Linked DNA regions of Mus musculus: region 2 is linked to region 1. The links are chromatin contacts, called in public ChIA-PET maps. All regions are on one chromosome and are shown on one strand. The core of a region is the stretch at or near the end of the contact, and the rest is flanking DNA. Distances in the headings are between cores, read along the strand shown. Region 1 has its middle 8.1 kb from the start of Tfpi. Region 2 overlaps P2rx3 (purinergic receptor P2X, ligand-gated ion channel, 3).

What was found. ChIA-PET counts read pairs in DNA pulled down with a chosen protein or histone mark.
Region 2: an RNA polymerase II ChIA-PET map of memory CD8 T cells shows a contact between it and region 1, with 8 read pairs. The contact joins two enhancer-like sites. A contact is called at or near these places in 1 of 484 Hi-C or Micro-C datasets (cortical neurons), 2 of 115 datasets of contacts at active chromatin or transcription factors (memory CD8 T cells and thymic regulatory T cells) and 1 of 9 other capture datasets (adipose tissue).

The regions. Positions count from the first base shown.
Region 1 is chr2:84,480,539-84,484,038 of GRCm38.p6, reverse strand. No RefSeq gene overlaps it. Among named protein-coding and RNA genes, the nearest start is that of Tfpi, 8.1 kb to the right of the region's middle. Within about 2 kb of position 1,953, at least 73 of the 459 cell types and tissues checked have an H3K27ac peak or open chromatin away from gene starts, as enhancers often do. A contact at or near this core is called in memory CD8 T cells, where this site is marked.
Region 2 is chr2:85,012,550-85,016,049 of GRCm38.p6, reverse strand. All of the region lies in intron 8 of P2rx3 (purinergic receptor P2X, ligand-gated ion channel, 3), which reads left to right. Among named protein-coding and RNA genes, the nearest start is that of P2rx3, 22 kb to the left of the region's middle. Within about 2 kb of position 1,904, at least 39 of the 459 cell types and tissues checked have an H3K27ac peak or open chromatin away from gene starts, as enhancers often do. A contact at or near this core is called in memory CD8 T cells, where this site is marked.

The DNA of each region.
Region 1 (3,500 bases), core at 704-3,203:
TCGCTCATGTGTATTCGTGGAGGGGTTTGGGCTAATAAATGCTCTGTGGCAGACAAGGGTGAGGCAGAAGAATCACTCCAGCCATAGTGGTTCTCAGCTTCCTAATGCTGCCACCTTGTATACAGTTCCTCATGCTGTACTGCCCCCCCCCATTATAAAATTACTTAGTTGCTACATAATAATTGTAATTTTACTACTGTTATGAGTGGTCATATAAATATTTGATATGCAGACTATCTGATATGTGACCACCCCCCCCAAGGGGGCTCAGCCCACAGGGTTTTCAACACTTCAGCATGGAAGAGACATCTTACCTCTCACACTTTATTATGAGAGTCAGCCTTCCCTGTACCGAGGAAGCAGGAAAGTGAACAGGATCTAGATTCATGGTCTTTGACTCATCCACCCTTCAGGTTACCCTGTATGAGGCTCAGAGAGAATAAACACACTACCACGAAATTATATCCTTATTTTGGTCATAACACAGGGTTTGTTATTTAAACCGATCTTATTTATGTAACTCCCCAATCATCTCTCCCATCTTCCCAACTTGGAGCTAGGGTTTGTTCTGTTTTCACTCCTGCCCCGAGGCAACCTTGCCGCTGAATTCAGCACCTCTGCATTCTGAACTCTGAAAACACACACACACACACACACACACACACACACACGCACGCACGCACACGCACATGCACACGCACACACACACACACGCACACACACACACACACACACACACGCACACACACATCAAAGCAAAGCAAAACTTTACAACAGCATTGAGAGCTGGGTTTGACTATCCTCATTTTAGAGTTTGGGGGCCAGAGACTAGAGAGGTGATATGCTTTGTCTAGGTCACAAAGCAAACTGGGGAAACTAGGATGGTCTCTTGGGGATGTTTGATTCTGGGTTGGCATTCTAGAGGGCGAAGACTTTCCCATGATTTCTAGAGTCCTTTTTGCCCCAAAGGTCTCTGCTGCCCTCTCTCTACCTCTTTCTGTAGTTGTGATCCTGTGAAAAGCTATTTCAAGAGTCGTGCTTTCTCCTCTGGAAGTTTTAAGGTTCAAATAGACTCTATACTTCTTGGTATTTTACAGACTCACCCCCCCAGCCCATTCCAGAGCACCGAGCAAATTGTAGGGATTAGAAAATATTCTAATGGATTAATATTTAAAAGTGGTGCCCTGATGGGAGTGTTCAGAGCCGTCTAAGCAATGGCTGAAGCAATGCTTCTCAGTGTATTCCTGTAGTCCCATGGGTGGCTCAGAACAACTCCTTAACAAAGAGCTGCCCAGCCTCCTTTACATTTTATTTACATTCCACTGTACATTCTATCAGGCAGACAGGATAGGATGCTAAGGTCTCCTGATTCACACTCACCCTCATTTTGGGAAGAAGATTTATTCCAGTCAAACACCATGCTAGATGCTGAGATAGAATTAATTAAGGTTTACATTTAACAGTAAGATGTGTATCTGAGGTTTAAACCCAGAATTATGCCATTTGTAATAATTTTTTCTTTAAAAATTTATAAGCCGGGCATGGTGGCAGATGGCTCAGTGGTTAAGAGCACCGACTGCTCTTCCAGAGGTCCTGAGTTCAAATCCTAGCAACCACATGGTGGCTCACAACCATCTGTAATGAGATCTGACGCCCTCTTCTGGTGCATCTGAAGACAGCTACAGTGTACTTAGATATAATAATAAATAAATCTTAAAAAAAAAAAGGTCTGGATTTAGACTGGCCTGGCTGAACATGCTTTAAAAAATTATAATATGTATTTTATTTTTAAATTGTGTGTGTGTGCACAATAAAGTCTTGGTTTCTGGAAGTCTTTAGTTTCTGGAAGTCTTTAAAGTTATAACAGCAAAATTAAGTGCTCTGGCTTGAGATGTATTCGTGCAAAACTACACTTCCCAGCTTCCCTTGTGGACTGCAGAAGTCATTTCCTGTGTGTGTGTGTGTGTGTGTGTGGGGGGGTCCCTGCAAGCGTCACTGCCGGCAGGAAACTGATGTGACTGAAAACCAATTCATCGTCGTTTTAAGCATGCACCAGCTCAAAAAGTCCCAGCGTCTGATCTCATGATTTATTTTTTATACAGGTTTAAACACAGTAAAACTTTGGAGAAAATCTCCACGTGACAATTATCACAACAAAGCTTCAGGGATGGCTACTTGGAAACTCCCTTGCAAAGTAGCAAAGCACCTGCGACCTTCACAATAAATCATGAGGATAGATTCTATTGATGCAGGATGCAAAGTTCATGAGACCTTTTTATAAAGAGTGTTCTCTTCACTGAGAGAATCAGCATTGGGGCCTAAACGATACTCAGGATTTGGTGGTTGTGGTGGGGACCCTGGACCCTGCTATGGGTTTCAAATTCTCCATTCCAAAGTACCCAGCTAGGCTCCATTTAGTTAACTTCATACCTAGCTCATTTGTTCAACTCTCATCCAAATTTGGCCTCAATATACACTGGACAACTGGCTACTGCTGGCCCAAAGCCTTTCGATTTCTAATACCTAAACTGATTAGGATAATTCCACAAGACAGAAGAACGCTACCGTGGCTTGAGGCACCTCCCCCATCCAACATACAGTTCACTTTAATCTTACTCAAGGCTCTGGCTTACAAACACGCTCAGGACTTGCATGCCTTCCATCTTGGCTGGTGACTTGGGCTCACTTTGGAGTAAATAACAACTGTGTGGCCTGTAGGCATCTTGGTCAATGAAACAAAGAAATAAAAAGGTAGCGAAAGGACATGTCTGCTCCTAGGGACAGCGGTGCAGAAAGCTTATTACAGATATGTGGGAGAGCATAGACAGGCAGACACACCTGGGAGAGTCTAGAGTGGTCATGATCTTGAACCATGTGGGGAGAAGCAGAGGGGAAGAGAGTGAAGGGAACCAAGTGAGGTAGCCAGTAGGCTAAAAGAACAGGAGGAGCAAAAGAGGTAAACAAAATGTCTGGATTATACAGGAAAGAGGCTCTGGGGGGAAGGGCAGCCCAGCCCCCCTGGGCTGGAGAGCTCAGGGTAGAAGACAGGATCTTCCAGCTGTACCCTCTAACAGGTAGGGACTCAGAGATGCTCAAAGAACCTGGAGGCCAGGTATGCTTTGATATGTTAAATAGACCCCTCAGTTTCTGGTCTTGGGCTTGAAACTTAACAAGATCCTAACAACTATATGGCTTGTCTGGTGATCTCATCAGGATGGAAGCACCAACTTGGATTAAGGTGACTAAAAAAGTATCCCTCTGCTTATCACTGTATTCCATTTTTAGACTAAAGAAGCAATACCAGGCTACTAAGATGGTTTGTTTTAAAACTGGATCATATAAGAACTATGATGGCTATATCTTTGTCAAGCTTAAGCTATTTTAGATGAGTCATATTAAAAAAAAAAAACTAGAATTTTGTAAAAAGTGAATTTTAAACGATCAGGAAAATGAAGTTCCCAGTTTCTGTGGATTATATTTATGGGTTAAAGTTTACTTTG
Region 2 (3,500 bases), core at 655-3,154, 530 kb before region 1:
ACAAAGAACCCTAGTTCTAGGGAAGTGAAAATACCAGCAGATGCCAGCGGCACAATTCACAGCCTGGCCTTTTGCCTCCCAAACAAGTTCATTTGTCTCTCTCTGCAACAGAGGCCAGACTCCTCACCACTCTATTGTTGCCATCAGCTCTGGAGAGAGTGAAATTATTCAGACTAGATTGGCCTTGCTCTAAGCAGCACATTTGATACCCAGGGGCAGCTAGAGACCTGCACCTCCATCACTAATTACATCTGCAGCTCATTTCCATGCCCCCACCTCCCAACTTTCTGCAGCTCTTTGCTTGCAGAATCATTGATTTTGAGATTGTCTAGGTGTTAAAAGATCCATTGGGCACTTCTAGACAAAGCTGTCCTCTTTCAGAGAGGAAACAGGAGCTCTGAGGGAGAAGTGATTTGTCTGAGATTGTGAGAGCAACTTAGTATATATAGCCTTAGAGGTCATTCTATCCTTGCTCCCGCATCTGTCTTCCTAAGACATAATCCCAAGCACAAGGATACTTCATACGGTCACCTGTTTGTAATGAGCCAGGTCCAGTTACTGGCAAAGTAGCCTTGGGGGTGCATCTCCCTTCAATCCTTACCTAACGTGCTTGGTTCTATCCATCTATACTATCCATCTATATTAATTTTTGTATGTTCACTAAAGGCTTTTGTTCTTTCTCCACCTGCAATTTGGTGGAGAGAATTTTCACTCCTTGGTTTGCCTATTCCCCATAGGTAAATATTCTAATTATCCCTCAATATAATGTTTTCAAAGCTTTTTTCCAAGCATATTGAGAATGCAGTTGCTAGGGTTGTCTGGATTTGTGGTGGACAAAGTGCAGCTGTATCTAAAAATAAAACCTAGCAGTTCAACAATGCAGATAAAAGACCCCCAGGAGGTGGCATCCCGTAGCTTAAACACAGGACTGAGAAGTGGGTCTTGCAGCTCAGGTAGACACTCAGTTCACCGGTACAGGGTTTTAAGATGGGCTCCTTGTTGTAATTGTGTGAGCACAGAGAGCATGTGAGGGCATTAATGTGTTCGTTAGCCACTGAATGTGGCTAAGTCTGAGTGAGAGCAAGTCAGTGTGTGTGTGTGTGTGTGTGTGTGTGTGTGTGTGTGTGTGTGTAGGCACTGATGGTTTAATGACAGATTTATAACACTGTATCTATCAGGGATTCGGCAGGAAGCAGATGGCAGTTTCAAATTGGGTAATTCGAGGAGAGCTTAATAAAGGGGCTGATCTGAAAGTGTGGGCAGAGTGCAGGGAAATTACAGGCCCCAAAGATAGGACATGGGTCTACAGGGCAGAGGACAGAAGGCAGGGGCTGGAACTAAAGTCACATGGGCATGTGAGGAGAGGGGAAGCCCCGCCAGCATCCAGAACAGAGACAAAGCAGTGCACCAAGTCAGGGAGAAGCTTGAACCAGAAGGTACATATGAGATCTAGTCCAAGTCCCTCTACTACCAGGTGGAGGCTGCTAATCCCTTTATACTGTTGCTCAAAGTGTGAACCATTGCCCAGTAAAAGAACAGGCACTCACAGACATAAGCAATTTTTTTCTTAAAAGCCATTTTATCTACAAATATAGATTTTCTTTTCTTTAAGATTATTTATTTTATGAGTACACTGTAGCTGTCTTCAAACACGCCAGAAGAGGGCATCTGATCCTATTATAGATTCCTGTGAGCCATCTTGTGGTGGCTGGGAATTGAACTCAGGACCTCTGGAAGAGCAGCAGCAGTCAGTTCTCTTAACCATTGAGCCATATCTCTGGCCCCCAAATATACATTTCCTTAAAAGATACTCTTTTTTAGACTAGAGACGTAGCTCAGTGGTAGACCACTTTCTTAGCATGCCCAAGGCTGTGGTTCTGAGGTCAGTCCCTAGCATGTCACTAAAAGATATTTGTCTGCAAATATAAGACTCACAGGAAGTAGTGACATGGGCCCCCTTTCTCTCATATAGTTCTGTTACCCTCACAGGAAATTAGCATCCTAGATGGGGGCAGGTAGGTCCTTCCAGCTCCGTATACATTTGTACATATGCAATCTAAAATTCCATGTCTTTGAAGACCTCAAAAGCTCACCTCTGTTCCTTATGTTAAGAGCCCTGAACGGTGAACCTGTGAAACCCTTTCTTTCACACCTGTGCTTCTGACCTCATTCACAGATCACCACACCCTCCCACGCAGAAAGGTTTTGAAACTTGTCAGAAATGACCCACCTTCACCAAGGCTCAAAGCCAGAGTCTTGGTCTGTATTCATTCCTTCTAACTTACCTTCAACTATTATGACTTGCCAACAACACACAAATGTAGTAACTGTAAGATTACAGTGCTGATTAGTAGGGGGAAAGCAGAAGCACTTTTTAAAACTCCTTCACCTTTAGTAAAGAATTTTTTTTTAATTCACTTTACATCCCACTCACTTTCCCCCTCTCCGTTACCCCCTCCCACATTCCTCCCCCCCCTCCATCCTCCCTCCTCTTCTCCTCCAAGAGATTGGGGCCCTTTGGATATCCCTGCACCCTGTCACATCAAATCTTTGCAAGGCTAGGCACATCCTCTCCCACTGAGGCCCGGCAAGGCAGCCCAGCTAGAAGAACATATCCCATGGACAGGCAACAGCTTTGGGGATAGCCCCAGCTGCAGTTATTCAGGACCTACATGAAGACCAAGCTGCACATCTGCTACATATGTGCAGGCAATGATCCAGCCTGTGTAAGTTCTTTGGTCAGTAGTTCTGTCTCTGAGGACTCCAAGGGTCCAGGTTAGTTGACTCTGTTGGTTGTTCTGTGGAGTTCCTATCCTGTTTGGGGCCCACAATCCTTCCCTTATTCTTCCATAAGAGTCCCCAAGCTCCATCTACGAACAGAAGCACTTTTCATGATGTCTGGTTTCTCAGTTTCCCTCTAAGAGTTCCTAAGACAGCATTGCTCCGAAAAGGCAGCTCAATTTTGGATTTCCTCTCTTGGTGTCTGGGACAAAAAAAAAAAAAAAAAAAAAAAAAGGCCTGTTCATCTGCTAGCTGTTCCTCGCGTGCTAGGTGTTTCCAGCAGGCGCTCTGTGTTGGAAACGCACCCACAGCAGCTTTCTCAAAACGCAGAGTTGGCCTGGTTCCGCTACCATATCACAGCGTGCAGATCACTGAGCTCCTCGGCCAACTGAAAGAGTCAGAGCTGAAGTGGGCCCTGGCGCTCGTCACTTCTCTACAGTCTGCATTTCCCCTCCTCCTTCCAAATGCCACAGGACATGTGTCTTTAAAGGCAGCCACTTCAGTCCTTTTCACAGAAAACCATACCGTTGGAAGGCCTCTTCCGTGGGGTATGTTTTTTTGTCGCCATGATCCTTTTCGCTCCTCACCATCCTGTGGTAGTAATGAGAGGGCCAGTGGTCCTGGGTGGACCCAGCCTTTTCTAATGTGTGTTTCCATCCTGTCAGCACAGCAACTGATGTTGTTAGTAGAAAATAGGATCGAAAACTTTTTGAGTGCTG